2 separate regions of the Arachis hypogaea genome follow, and region 1 is linked to region 2. The links are chromatin contacts, called in public Hi-C maps. All regions are on one chromosome and are shown on one strand. The core of a region is the stretch at or near the end of the contact, and the rest is flanking DNA. Distances in the headings are between cores, read along the strand shown.

Region 1 (6,700 bases), core at 974-3,473, 44 kb before region 2:
ACAGCTAAAGATCATTGGAAAGCAAAAGAATAGTTCATAATTTATTTCGAAAAGATTACCTAGTCCAAACATGCTTGTCTTTTGGACTGTAATACGCTCAACTTTAGATCTTCTAATCTGACTCAAAGCCTGAAGATCTTCTTGCTTGCCCTTAAATTCGAGGAACTCACCCAACACGTACTTATTGGCCTTCAGTTCCAACCTGCAGGCCAAGCAATTTATTTTATTAGTAAAGAAGTCTGATTTGGAAGCATTAAATGATGCCAAATAAATGAGAACTAACCTGTCCCATATTGGAGCTGTGCTAAGGACAAAATTTAGATTCTGTTGGATAGATTCTTGCATATCCTTCTTCCCAGCACGAAAGGGATTCTTTACCCAACCGGAAAACATATTCTTTGGTCCAGGCTTCATTTGTACCCATTCATCATGGGTAACTACTTCAGATGGCAAACTACTTGCTGCAATGGTACTGCAAATACAAATGAAGAAACACAAAATACATCAACAGGAAAGTTAAAATAATAGAGAGAAAGAACAATTTATCACGAGCAACTTACATGACATTACAACTAACAAAAACTTCTAAGAGATAAAGCCAAAATAGATCAAAATGCAATTTATCATCATCCTCTATGTTAACTGTTATAACTTAATCTTCTTCTAGCTCCTTATTATCATGTTTATCATTATCTAATACCGCAGCCTCATCATTTAGAAATTAGAAGCAAAAATAACAGACTCCAAATATTCCATTCCACCACATCAAGCTTCACAATAGTAAACTTGGGTCTCTGATTTTTACAAGCATCAACTTTTCTTCTCTTATACATGATTTGAAGTTTTTCATTTTATCTTTTTTACCCACAGGTCAGAAAATGTGACCCTTTGAAAATATTAGAAGAGATTTAACACAGCTCATAGGAACAATTATACAAGTTTCAAAATCATACCATAATTTAGGGTTAGGAAGTACAACTTTACAAGATATGTATCCTTCAGGTAAAGCTACTCCTCTTTGCTCAAGATATGATTCAAGGATAGAAGCTTGCTTTCTTGCTTCTGCCACCTACATAGTTCAGGAAACAGAAAGCAATCAAGCCATGTCACTTTCCTGTTCATACTAATTAATAACCATCTGATATTAGTTTCTGATTCAAGCCACCCTATGAACCAGCATTGTAGCAACAAAGACATTTAAGAGATGCAGTTCCTCACAGGATCAGGGTGACGCTCTACTTTATGGCTGCTTGTTTTTTCACAGGCCCAAGTACCATCCCCATTAACTGTTAAAATCCCTGAGTAGTTCTTCACGGATATCACAACTACCTCCCTGAAATATCAGAAACAGAGACATTTAAGGAATGAAATCATATAACTGATTATTTGAAACTTCAGCAAGTAAATGCAGAAAGAAGTAATAAATAGGGTCACGGGTATGCCATTTTCTCCATTAATCAAACAAGAACAGTGACACTGTCAGAGCGAACAAACAATTGAATTGACAAGAAATGAAAATCAAAAAAGGAAAGTACTCTTTTTTGACAAGAACTATGTCAATGCTCTGTCTGGAACTAGTATCAGCATCTGGAATTCGAAGACCAACATAAACATTTCCTCCGTAAAGCTTTTGAACCCTGAAATGCGAAACATTAAAGTCACGTCGAATTCTTCTACAAGCTAGAAAATTAAGTGCACTGAGATTGAAAACCTCATAAAAAAAGTTGAAATTTCTCAAAATTTGAGGAAAATTCGTGCCCTAGATTGAAAAAAAAAAATAAGAAAGAGAAGTAAGAAAAGAGACCTATCGGCGACGGAGAAAAGAGCAGAAGAGTGATCAGATCCTTCAACGTCCAAAATGTCGTCGTCGTAGAAGAATCGTTTGATCAATTTGTAGAATACCAATCCGCAGATAATCGCTGCCCACATCATCGATAAATTCGTCTGCCAAAAACTGGAAGAAAGAAATGGGGAGCGATTGCGATTTGGTTCGAATTCTTGTTGAGTGGGCAAAGCCAAATAGATTCAGTTGTGTGCCCAAAATCACTGTTCAAGTTCAACTAAGTATTAAGGTTTCAGCTGGCTACTATTATCACTCTATCATTCTCTGCCTTCACTGCTAAGCAAACATTGAACAAGTAATCAAATTCAAATATATGAATAAAATCTCAAATTTTGATATGAGAAACTCTTGGTACTAAGTAATTTTTACTTTTTTTTTTTCAGTATTTTTAGTCATAATTTAATTAATATAAATGTTAAATTATTTTTAATAAATAAATTTTATTAATTTATATATATAAATTTTAAAAAATATGATGTATATTATATTTATTTATGTAAAAAATTTTTTGATAAATATAAGTGTAAAATATATATTTTTTAGTGTAAAATTCTTATAAATACAGATAAAAATTATTATTAGTCAAATATTGATAAAAAAAAATAATAATATTTATTGGTGATATAATATTGTTCTTTGAATATTTTAATAGGATAACAATTTTTTATTCTTTCTAAAGCCCTTGAAAATTAATTTCATTGGATAGATGAATCTCTTTATCGTTTTGAAAGGGAATAATTTACTTTAGAGTAATATTTTAATAAAATTTATTAAAAATTTATTTGTGTAATATGAATATTAAAAATTTGATTGCCAATGAGAAAAAGACCAATTTATTGGACAACAATAATTTTTAAAGACTTCTAAATAATAAAATTTTGTTAAAAACTAAATACCTTGTCTAAAATTTAATGTTTTCGAAAATATACTTATATGCTCGTAAATAGTTAAATATTTATTCGTTTATTTATTTACTTATTTTGAAGCTACTGTATAAGGTAGTGTTATATTAGGAAAATTGTAGGAAATGGGATTGCCAATTCACTTATCAATTCTGTTTTCTAGTTTCCAATTGCTTCTCGCCTCACTCAGTTTATCAGTTTATTTTTGGTGTGCACACTTGTGTAAATGATAACTTACTGCCAACCCCAGAAGAAAAGAAATAAAAATGTGATCAGATAAGAAAAATCCTAAACAATATTACAAGCAGATATGATCATCATCATAAAACCATAAATAGGTGCAGCAAACAATTTGATGTTCAATATGTAACTGCCAAAGTGGAGTATTAACAAAATGTGTTGTTTGTTTGTTCTATTTGCTACCACTCTTTTTCTTGAACAGGCTTCCAAGCTTGCCAAGTGGTGATCTCTTCTTCTTCTTGAATTGTTGTTCCTTTGATGGTGAGCTTTCGTTTTGGCTTTCACCATCACTCTTGTTCTCTACAGAGGTGGCAGCATTGACTCCAATGTTCTTTGAGTCAACAACTTCCTCCCCAAAGGAATCAAAGGGTTCAGGATCTAGTTCTTTCCCAGATGATAACTCCTTTTTCTCAATCTGACAGCTCTCCCACATTTTGAATTCAACTTTTACTGAATCATCTTTTCCTTGCTTCACTTCTCCATTCACATTCTCTGGTTTCGGAGATTCAGACTTGTTTTCTTTCGATACATCATCTCCTCCATGTCCATGTCCGTTCTCTTCGGAGAATTCGACTACTTTAGGGAGCAAATCGTAGTCCTTCTCGCTCTCTGAAAGATCTTCATTATCCTTGCTGTCTTTTCTAATTGTAGCTTCTTCAAGCAGCTTAGATAACTCCTGCACCTTCTGAATAGATTCGAGTTCCCTTGCTCGGAGTTCTTCATTTTCCTGGAAAACATTCTGAAACTCATTCTCTTTATCCAACAAACTCTCCTTCAATTTCATGCTATCCGCCTGTGCTTCTTTCAGTGATTCTTGCAGGTGGATCACCTCAGCCTCCACTTCTTTTAGATTTTCCTTCAGTTGAGCTTCTTCCTCCATCTTAGCACTAGATTCTTCCTCGGTTTTTTTAAGCAAATGAAGCAACCTATCTATTTCTTTTCCCAGAGACGTGTTCTCTTCTTTGGTTTGCTTTAAGCAGTTGCTTAGATGATTTTCCCTCTTCTCCCACTCTGCCTTGGAGCTCTCGTTGTCCTCCTTCAAATTCTCAATTCTAAATGTAAGATCATCAATCTCACGTCGTGCATCATCGAGCATGGACTCGTATTTTTCATTCGTAGCCTTTAAAACGGCTTTTAAATCTTCAACCTGCAACCCATAGCTTTTATGTTCAGCTTGGTTGGCTAAAAGCTTTTCTTTTGCATCTCTAGCTTCTGCAGTTACCTCATGTAATGCAGAAGCCAAGCTTTCCATTGCCATTTTGCTCTTCTCTTCTTCATCTCTACATATCTCCAATTCATTGATGAGTTTGTTTTTCTCTTCTAATAGGATCTGCACACTTGACTCTGCAAGCTTCTCCTTGCTCAATGCCTGGGCTTTCTCTTCCTTAACATTTTTGAGTTCAGATTCAAGAGACTTGACCTTCTTTGACATTTCAAGGATTTCCTCCTTAGCCACAAGAAGGCGCCGTTCTGAGTCCTCAAGATCTCCTTTTTGTCTCCCAATAGTCATTTCCAATAATGCTACCTTCTCTTTGCTACTAGTGATTTCAGATTCGGCATCATGCAACAAATCATTGTTTCCTTCAAGCTGTTTTGTCATGGAGTCCAAAGATGCCGATGCAGATCTCTCCAATTTATTTGCTTCTTCAACTCTCATTTCTAGTTTCTCAACCTTATTTTTCCATTCTTCAAGCATACTATGTGCATAAGATTCAGCCATCTTTGCAGCTTCAAGTTCCACATTAAGCTGTTCAATATAATTCTCTTTCTCCGTCAACTTCTCATTGTAACCTTTGGCCTCCATTTCAATTTTTTCTTTGAGAACCTTTATCTCTGTTTTTAGCTTCAAAACAATCTGGTTTTCACTAGCCTCGGTTTCCAGCTTTGAATCTAGCAAGGCTTTCAAATAACTCAGTTCGGCTGAAAGATTATCTGCTTTCTCTGCTTGAACCTCAGCAAGTTTTGTTGCCTCATCAGCATGAATCAGTGCCTGGTTCTTTGCATCACAAGTCATGGCGAGTTCTTGCTTAACCCGCTGAAGCTCCTGAGTGGTGGAGAGAAGAGAAGCCACGTCCACGGCATGCTGGCTCCTCACATTTTCAAGCTCTTTCTTCCATTCTTCTTCCTTCTTCTGAGCTTCAATTCCAGCCTGTTCCAACTCAACAGCTCGGAACTTCTCAATCTCACAATCCTCCTCAACCTGCTTTTGAGCCACCAATGCTTCTCTGAGTTTCTCATTTGCTTCCTCGGCCAGCTTCTGTGCTTCTTTCAACTGATCAAGTGCTTTTGCCTTCTCTTTCTCGGCCTGAACCAGCATATCCTTTGCTTTCTTTAGTTCTTCTTGAGCATGATTCAACTGGGTCTGCAACTCTGAACCCTTAGCAGCTCGTGGTTGTAGTTTCTGAAAAATCAAACAACATAATAAGCATATTTTTAAGTACAGATAATCAAATTCAAATAAGGACTTAAGATATATATTTTCCCACTTTATCAACTACCACAAGATCTTCAGCAATTCACTAGCAAATACCAGGCTAATAATGTTTACTTATTACACTACTGTAGAGAAATCAAACATTCAAAGACTTCAAGTTCAAATGCTTCATCCTAAAACAGAATCCAGGAAATCGTGCCTAAACATTAAATCAAACATGACCCATCTCAACATTTGAGATGACTTACATCAGGCGGGGTGGTGACCGGCCTTGGTGATTTTCGCTCAAAATTGGGCTTCAAATTCACAGTTCGCGGTGATCTTTCTGCAGAAAGGCGAGAAGCTTGCAGAGGCGATGGTGATTCAGCTTCTGACTTGGGAACTCCCTTGCTGAGTTTGCTCACTCTTGGAGTTGCAGGGGATGCTTTATTGGAAGTGGCTGAAGCAGCTTTGCCGGGAGTGGTGGATGGTGCTTTCTTGGGAGTGGCTGATGCTGCTTTCTTGGGAGTAGCCGGTGTTCCTTTGTTGGGAGTTTCAGATAAACTGGATCCAAAAATTTCAATCATAATGTCAATACACATCAATACTGCATTACATGACATAAAACACCAGAAGCTATAAATAACAGAATCAAACAGTTGCGAAAATCATATGGTATGGATCTAAGGCCAAATTCAGCATCTGAAAACAATGCCAAACCAAACTCACTACAAACAGAAACACCCAGCATGAGAAATGAAATGGGGTTTAGTAATTCAGTAATTGTGAACCAAAAGTGAAGATTTTTGGGTTGAGATTAGGAGATGGTGATGAAATTATTGCTTTAAGAAAAGCATGAGGTGTACAAGAATTCAGAACTCAAGACGAAATAATAAAACCAAACCAAAAAAAAAAAAAAAGAGAAGAAAACAAAGTGAAACCCATATGCAAATTTCACGTCGAAACTACACAGAAAGCCAAAAAAGCACATAAAATTCAAACACATAATGCAGCGGGGATTAAACATAGGTTTAAAGTTGAAAAATTTAGGTCGAAAACACGTTCCACAATGAACAACAGATCAAACAAAAAAGACCATATAAAAAAATGAAGCTTTTCACAGAAGAAGCCAGAAACCAGATCTTCAAACAATGGAAATGAAACCCAGAAACAACAGAACTTGAGTTACCTGGATTTTGAAGCCATTGTGATAGAAATGTAGCGACCTAACAAAAGCAGATATTGGAATGGGTTGCGTTTGGTTTAACTCTTACGTTGTCAGTTTCAGGGTTAAGAATGTTG
Region 2 (6,321 bases), core at 820-3,319:
TTGTGATAAGCCCAGATATTTTTCTCCTGGAGATGTACAATCGAGAGACAATGTTCGGGTTAATTATCGGATGTGTCAAATTTTGACAGTTTAACTGACACGTGAGCTCATGGCCAGTAAAATAGGCATGGATCATATTGTATTTGTTTGAAATTGCTTGGGTCTGCATAATTATTTGTTTTGCCTAATTGATATTTTGTTAACTGCTAAATGTACTATTTGTCATAATTGTTTTCTATGTGTGATTGTTTGATTATCTATTTGATTGCTTGTACTTGTGACTTGTTGGTTCAGATTATGATGGTGAGGTGACTATGATTGGTTTATATGTGTGTATGTACATTTTCAAGAAAAAAGTATTTTTGGTTTCCAATAAAAAGTCAATACGAATTTGAGTTAAAGGCTCATATTTTATTATTAAATATATAGATGTTGTCGTAATATTTTCGCTATCACAGTAGCATAACCAGAAGTGTGACATTTTAGTAGTAAAAGTGTTACATCCACGAATCTCTACCGCCTCCACAAAATCTTCTAGCACAGTCTTATATGGCACCTCTACTACCACGACCTCAGGGGCCTACCCGCCATATTTGACCGTCGACATGCAGTACAGCTAGTATTCTGCATAGTTCATTATCATTATTAGCCTCCTTTTTCCCCATAATTCATTATTATCTATTAAGAAAGTGTATTATGCGTATTTGTATCTCAAATTGATATTGAATGTATAGTTTGAGAATATGTTTATAGTTCATGGTTATGTTGAATGTATAATTTGAGACTATGTTTATCTGTATTATTGGACTTCATTATACTTGTATTAAGTATGTTTATATAGTTAAAAATTATTGTCCCATATGTAAAACGCGTATTTTATCTTCAGTATGAACACGTTAGTTACAAATGTATCTCATTCCTAGCATAGACGAAATATATTTATAAAGGCTACAATATTTTATCTTGTCTGGGGACTAGATACATTGCTAATTCTTCATTATTTATTTTGTCTATGCCAAAGATGTTAAAAACTAACTCGTTTATGTAATAAAGAATATAAACGTAAATAAATCCTAGCGTGTTTACTAGTGTAATTTTAATATTTACTTTATAGGTTTAACTAATATACCCTAAGAGCATATGATAAATTTATAATTAGCTAAAAATTTTAAATATTTTTACTTAATAAATATAAAATAAATACATTAAAAATTTATTTTTTTTAAATTTTTAATGAAAACTTTCTTAATTTATAAATTTAGTGGACACAAGAAAAATAACCTCTTATTTTATTTATTTGAAAGAAAAAATCTTGATTTAGTGATTTATTTCTGTGTTTACATAGTATTTTCGTTAATTTTATTGTATAAATAAATTATATATGAAACAAATTGGTTAATCTCTCTCTCTGAACTGAGATTTTCTATTATTGGGTCAACTTTTGTATGGTGGGAAGCTGACTCGCAACCAACAAATACCCCTTAGCTTAATTCTTTTTTAATTTATCTTCTTCCTGTCGCAACCAAATCCGAATATATTCTATGATATAATATTATATTAGTAGGTGAAACTTACAGCTATTTATCTTTTAATTTGATAATGATGCCAACGTGCGTGGGAACCGTATATTATCTATATGAATATGATTATTCAGCATGCTTAATTAGCCTTCATTTCGTTGTAACAATATTAACTAGTAATTTGTCGCATGCTTTTCTGTTGTATTGTATGGCATCCACATGTGAAGTTTACGGTCAAACTCGAAATTGCAGAGAATACCTCATCCTTCATCATCATTCTTATGTTGGAAAAAAGCAATGATCCGTCCAAAAAGAAGCAATATGAAAAATTTTTGGAAGGTGAAGTATAGTTTCTCACTTTAAATATGTACCATAAAATAATATTTAATGCATATAACTTATCAAGAAAAAAATGTTTACCGCATGTATTAAATACATATTTTTTTTAGTATTAGTATCCGAAAAAAGTTTATTCAGCTTCTCCAACCTAATTATATATATGTTCCGTTTCCAACTGTCATTCTCTGGCTTTTGTAGACAATTAATTAATCATACTGAATATTTTGTCGCATGACACATATGTCAGGCATATTCTCCTTCTTTTCTTTGTTATTTTTATTCTGATTTAACTGGCTTTTAAAAATTTCAAAGCAAAACTAAATGTAGGTTGCTAGGTTGGTATAACCAAATTAAACTAAGGTATTAGTAGCTGGTTAAACTGGTTTGAAGCTAGCTCAGTAGAAACTAGAAAGTAAATGTGTATGTACTACTAGATGTGAGTAAGAAAACTCTGTGATGCACGGACAGGGACACGACATGGAATAGGCTAACACATGAATTTTAAAATTTTATAAGATACGAGAACACGCATACATATAAAATATAAAGTATTTTTTAGATAAATCATAATAATATTTTGATATTTTATTGATATTAAAATATAAATTAATTTTTTAATTCTTTTTAATGTCTTATTTTAATTATATTAAATATTTAAAATATTTTTTATTTTAATAAATATTAATATATACTATATCTAAATTTATTTTAAGAATATATATTAAGAATAAGATTGGACACGTTGACATGTGATGATATTTAAGTGTGTCTAAGTGTGTTTGGAGAAAATTTTTTTACTTTTTATTAAGATACGGTTAGACACAGCAGACACGCGTATCAGACGAGTGTCGGTGAGTGTCGTGTCCAAAATATGTCCGTGCTTCATATAAAAAAGTTAATTAGTGATTAGTATAAATTCAAAGTACACCTTTCCATAATATCATAGATTGGAAAGTAACTAAGAATCCTAGCTCACTTTTTAACTATCTTCATAGTATTTAAATAAACAAATTTTGAATTATTTATTTATTTATATGAGAACTACTTAAACTTCTATTAGAATTACGAAAACAGATACAGTTTCTTTTTTAAAAAAAAAAAACTTTCTTCATTTCCTTTTTATAAAAATCATGTAATAACTAATAAGCCCCTCCCAACCCCACTCCCTTTTGTTTTGAGCATTGGAGTTTTTCTTGTGTGTTGTCCAGAATTAATTTTCTCAAGGTTGGAGGGGACCATTAATCCGGGAGAAAAATCCAATAAACCAATAAGTTAGTAAAGAGAATTGAATCGCTTACAAGTGACAACAAAGGAATGCAGCTGAAATAGTATAGTAGTGAAATGCAGAGAATTTGATCATCAAACTTGCTTTATGCATATGGTGAAAATGCTGTATATAATGTACGGTAACTAGAAAGTCCAAGAGAAGAGTAGTAAATGGAATTGTGGTCATAGAATGAACAAGTAATCATCATCATTATTCATTCATTCACCTTGTTGCTGTTGGCACCATACGGCAATATATCTCTTCACAAATAAGAAAAGAAAAAGGTATATGCAAAATTGCAAACTCATTAACCACTTCAATTCAAATATACAACTTTCACCAACAAAAAAAAAAAAAGAAGACAAGGAAAAAAGGAAAAGAAAAGAAAAAACAATCAATCATGTTTCATGTTTACATTTGGAAGCTTTTCTTAAATAAAACTCAAGCTAAAAAAAAATCTCAAAAGTCTCTGTTATTTATTTAACCTCTATTATCTTATGCTTAACTAATGAGATTTTAAAGTGAAAGGGTGTTAAAATGTAATTATCAGGTACCCTGTTCTTTTCTTTTCCCTTCCACGATACAATGTGTCCTGTTATTAGTACACAACATTGCTTTGCAATGACAACTACACATTACTTTTCTACCTGGGGAAGAAAACGAAAGGGTGGAAATTGGAAATATACGACCATCTTTCTTTGTATATCAACAACTGCATCCTCTTTCTCAGTCTCTTATGGTGCAATTTGAATAAAAATACACTGAAGTGATAAGACAAAAACTATATATAAATAAAGAGAGTAATATATATAACTTTTTTCTTTCTTTTTTCCTTCCCCCAAAAAAACTTACATTAGAAGTATTTTTCTATTATTCACTCCTATGTGGCTTGCAAATGGCAAGTCAGTTATCCTCAAATTCCTTCACTACGTACCTGTTAGCACAAACCAAAAGATAATACGTTTGAGTTACCAACAGAATATTAATTTCAATACATACTGACTCTGCCTAGCATCCGAAGACAGAACCATATATTATAATTGTTGAGAGTAGTCTATCAATATGATTTACTATATACTTGCGTTCAAGCAACTAATACAACAATACAAACATAATCGCATTATAAAAAAAATCATTGTAAAATACTTACCATAATTCTGGTGCGCACTTTTGTGAAGTTGTAAATGGCTTTTATTAAGGAGCCATATCTCATGAAGTTCAATGATCCCATATGGCTATAATAAACATCTGTCAGAATCTATTCAAATATATATATACAAAAAAAAAAAAATTGAAACTTTTACTATTTACAAAAAACATACAAATGGAAGGAGATTAAATTTATGGTTTAATGATCCAGCAATGGAATTGAGAAGAGAAGTAGTTCTGCAACAGCAATACAGAGAGAAAGCAAAAGAGAGAATGCTTTTTTTTCTGATAAAATGGATAACAATGATGGTCTAAAGAACTTACACAATCTCAGTATACCGAATCCTCCATGCAGGAAAACCAAGGTGGCTTCTCACTGGCCCATAAACAAGTAAAAGGTCAGGTTCAGGACCCTTGCAACCTGACAGTGAAACCAGATGATTATTAAGTGAATATGTCCTGAACAAGAAAATTAACTATTTAAATGACTAGTAGGTTCAAAAAGAAAACAAACCAACAACTTTTAGTGCCTCATTCAGAAGAGGTTCTGATATCACTTGACCATCAATTTCTCCACCAAAGTTTTGTCGTTTCAAATTCTCTACAAAAATAAAATTGGCTGCTTTTACCATGGCCTCCTTTCCATCTGCGTAAGAAACAAATTCCAAAGTCATGTGCTCTGGAACGTGGAGTGTAATAGCTTCATTAACTTCCTGCACTGAACCAATGCTAGATCAGAACTCATTGACAGTGATTTCCATTGAATATCTATCCAATCCATACTTTCCCACCAACCCATTGCTTCAATCTCGATAATGATTACTATGGGCAACTAAGATATATTTCTTGTTTTGTGCAAGCAAATATCATAAGTTCATTAACATGTTATGAAAGAAGCATACTACCTAACCAAAAAATGCATATAGTACCTCTATTGGTTTTGCATTCTTCAATTTTCCAAATATGGTTTCTTTAGACTTCTTCAGCACTCCTAAAATGCAGAATTCAAGGAAAATATTTATACATGGCCTGAATCACAAAATGTTTATCATTACTGCTTCTCCAAGCTTCATACCATTCATGTCATAGAGGCAAACATTCTTTACCCCAATAGAATCCAGCCACTGCAACTCTGCAAGAGCTTGACAACTTTTGAAGTTTGGTGAGCATCTTCACTTTCTATGACAATGGCAAGGTACCGAAGCTTTGCTATATTAAGAGACTTGTATTTCTCCAATACTCCACAAGTGATGAAACAACTTTCAATGAAACAACGGATTGCTAATATGGAATGCCAAATGCTGAGAAGTATGTGTAGGAAGTACCAACGGAGTTGAAGCCCAACATTGCCCATCTGTTAAAAGCCTTTACCCACAATGAATACACTTTTAACATTTTCGATTTGAATGGAAAAGCATGCGCTCAGTTGCTGTGCCTAGACCAAGTAACCACTTAAACTTATGCCAAATGCTATTATGTTCAACAATAAACTGGACAAAAAATCCAGTTAAAAAATAATAGGACAAATCAAAGAGGGAACAGTATGATGCATTTAGATTGGAATATTGCATGATTTCTATGAAATATGGCATAGTCATGATCCATTGATCTTCCTAAACTAAAAACACCATAAAAGTAAAAGTTTAATTGAAAGATAAGTTTTTGATACTTTCAGTGCATTGAATAAGTCAAACCTAAAAAATTTCCATTATTATCTTCTTAACAAGTTCCCCGGGACATTTTTTAGCTACATCATTTACTTAATCAGTAACTGTATTATTGCCAGTTCCAAACATGTATTATACACATTTCCCCCCCTTGTCTTTTTACTCTAATTTGTAATAAATCATGAAAATTGAACACTCACAGTGAGAACGGAATGAGACAACTTGCGAACTAGATATTTCAAATCCATGATCCTAACAGTATGCAAAACATAAAATCCATCAAATTCCAAAGAACATATTATCGCATTCACTCAACAGTAACACTAAACAATAATGTGAGTATTTTGAATCGAAATTAGGAAGGTCAATAGAGACAAAT

What was found. A called contact is a pair of places that touch in the nucleus more often than the background predicts.
Region 1: a contact with region 2 is called in a Hi-C map of leaf, with 1.8 times the contacts expected there. The contact joins the promoter of LOC112801321 here to the enhancer-like site in region 2. A contact is called at or near these places in 2 of 8 Hi-C or Micro-C datasets (both in leaf).

The regions. Positions count from the first base shown.
Region 1 is chr5:38,401,008-38,407,707 of arahy.Tifrunner.gnm2.J5K5, reverse strand. LOC112801321 reads right to left here and starts at 2,223. Exons shown (of 7, transcript XM_025843992.3): 1 at 1,805-2,223; 2 at 1,536-1,637; 3 at 1,219-1,333; 4 at 954-1,069; 5 at 284-472; 6 at 60-202. The coding sequence starts at 1,932. It overlaps LOC112801319 (WEB family protein At3g02930, chloroplastic), which reads right to left. Exons shown (of 3, transcript XM_025843990.3): 1 at 6,588-6,700; 2 at 5,668-5,962; 3 at 2,998-5,386. The coding sequence starts at 6,604. The coding sequence ends at 3,158.
Region 2 is chr5:38,357,304-38,363,624 of arahy.Tifrunner.gnm2.J5K5, reverse strand. It overlaps the pseudogene LOC112801318. Among protein-coding and RNA genes, the nearest start is that of LOC112803477, 30 kb to the left of the region's middle. Within about 2 kb of position 2,069, at least 2 of the 3 cell types and tissues checked have open chromatin away from gene starts, as enhancers often do.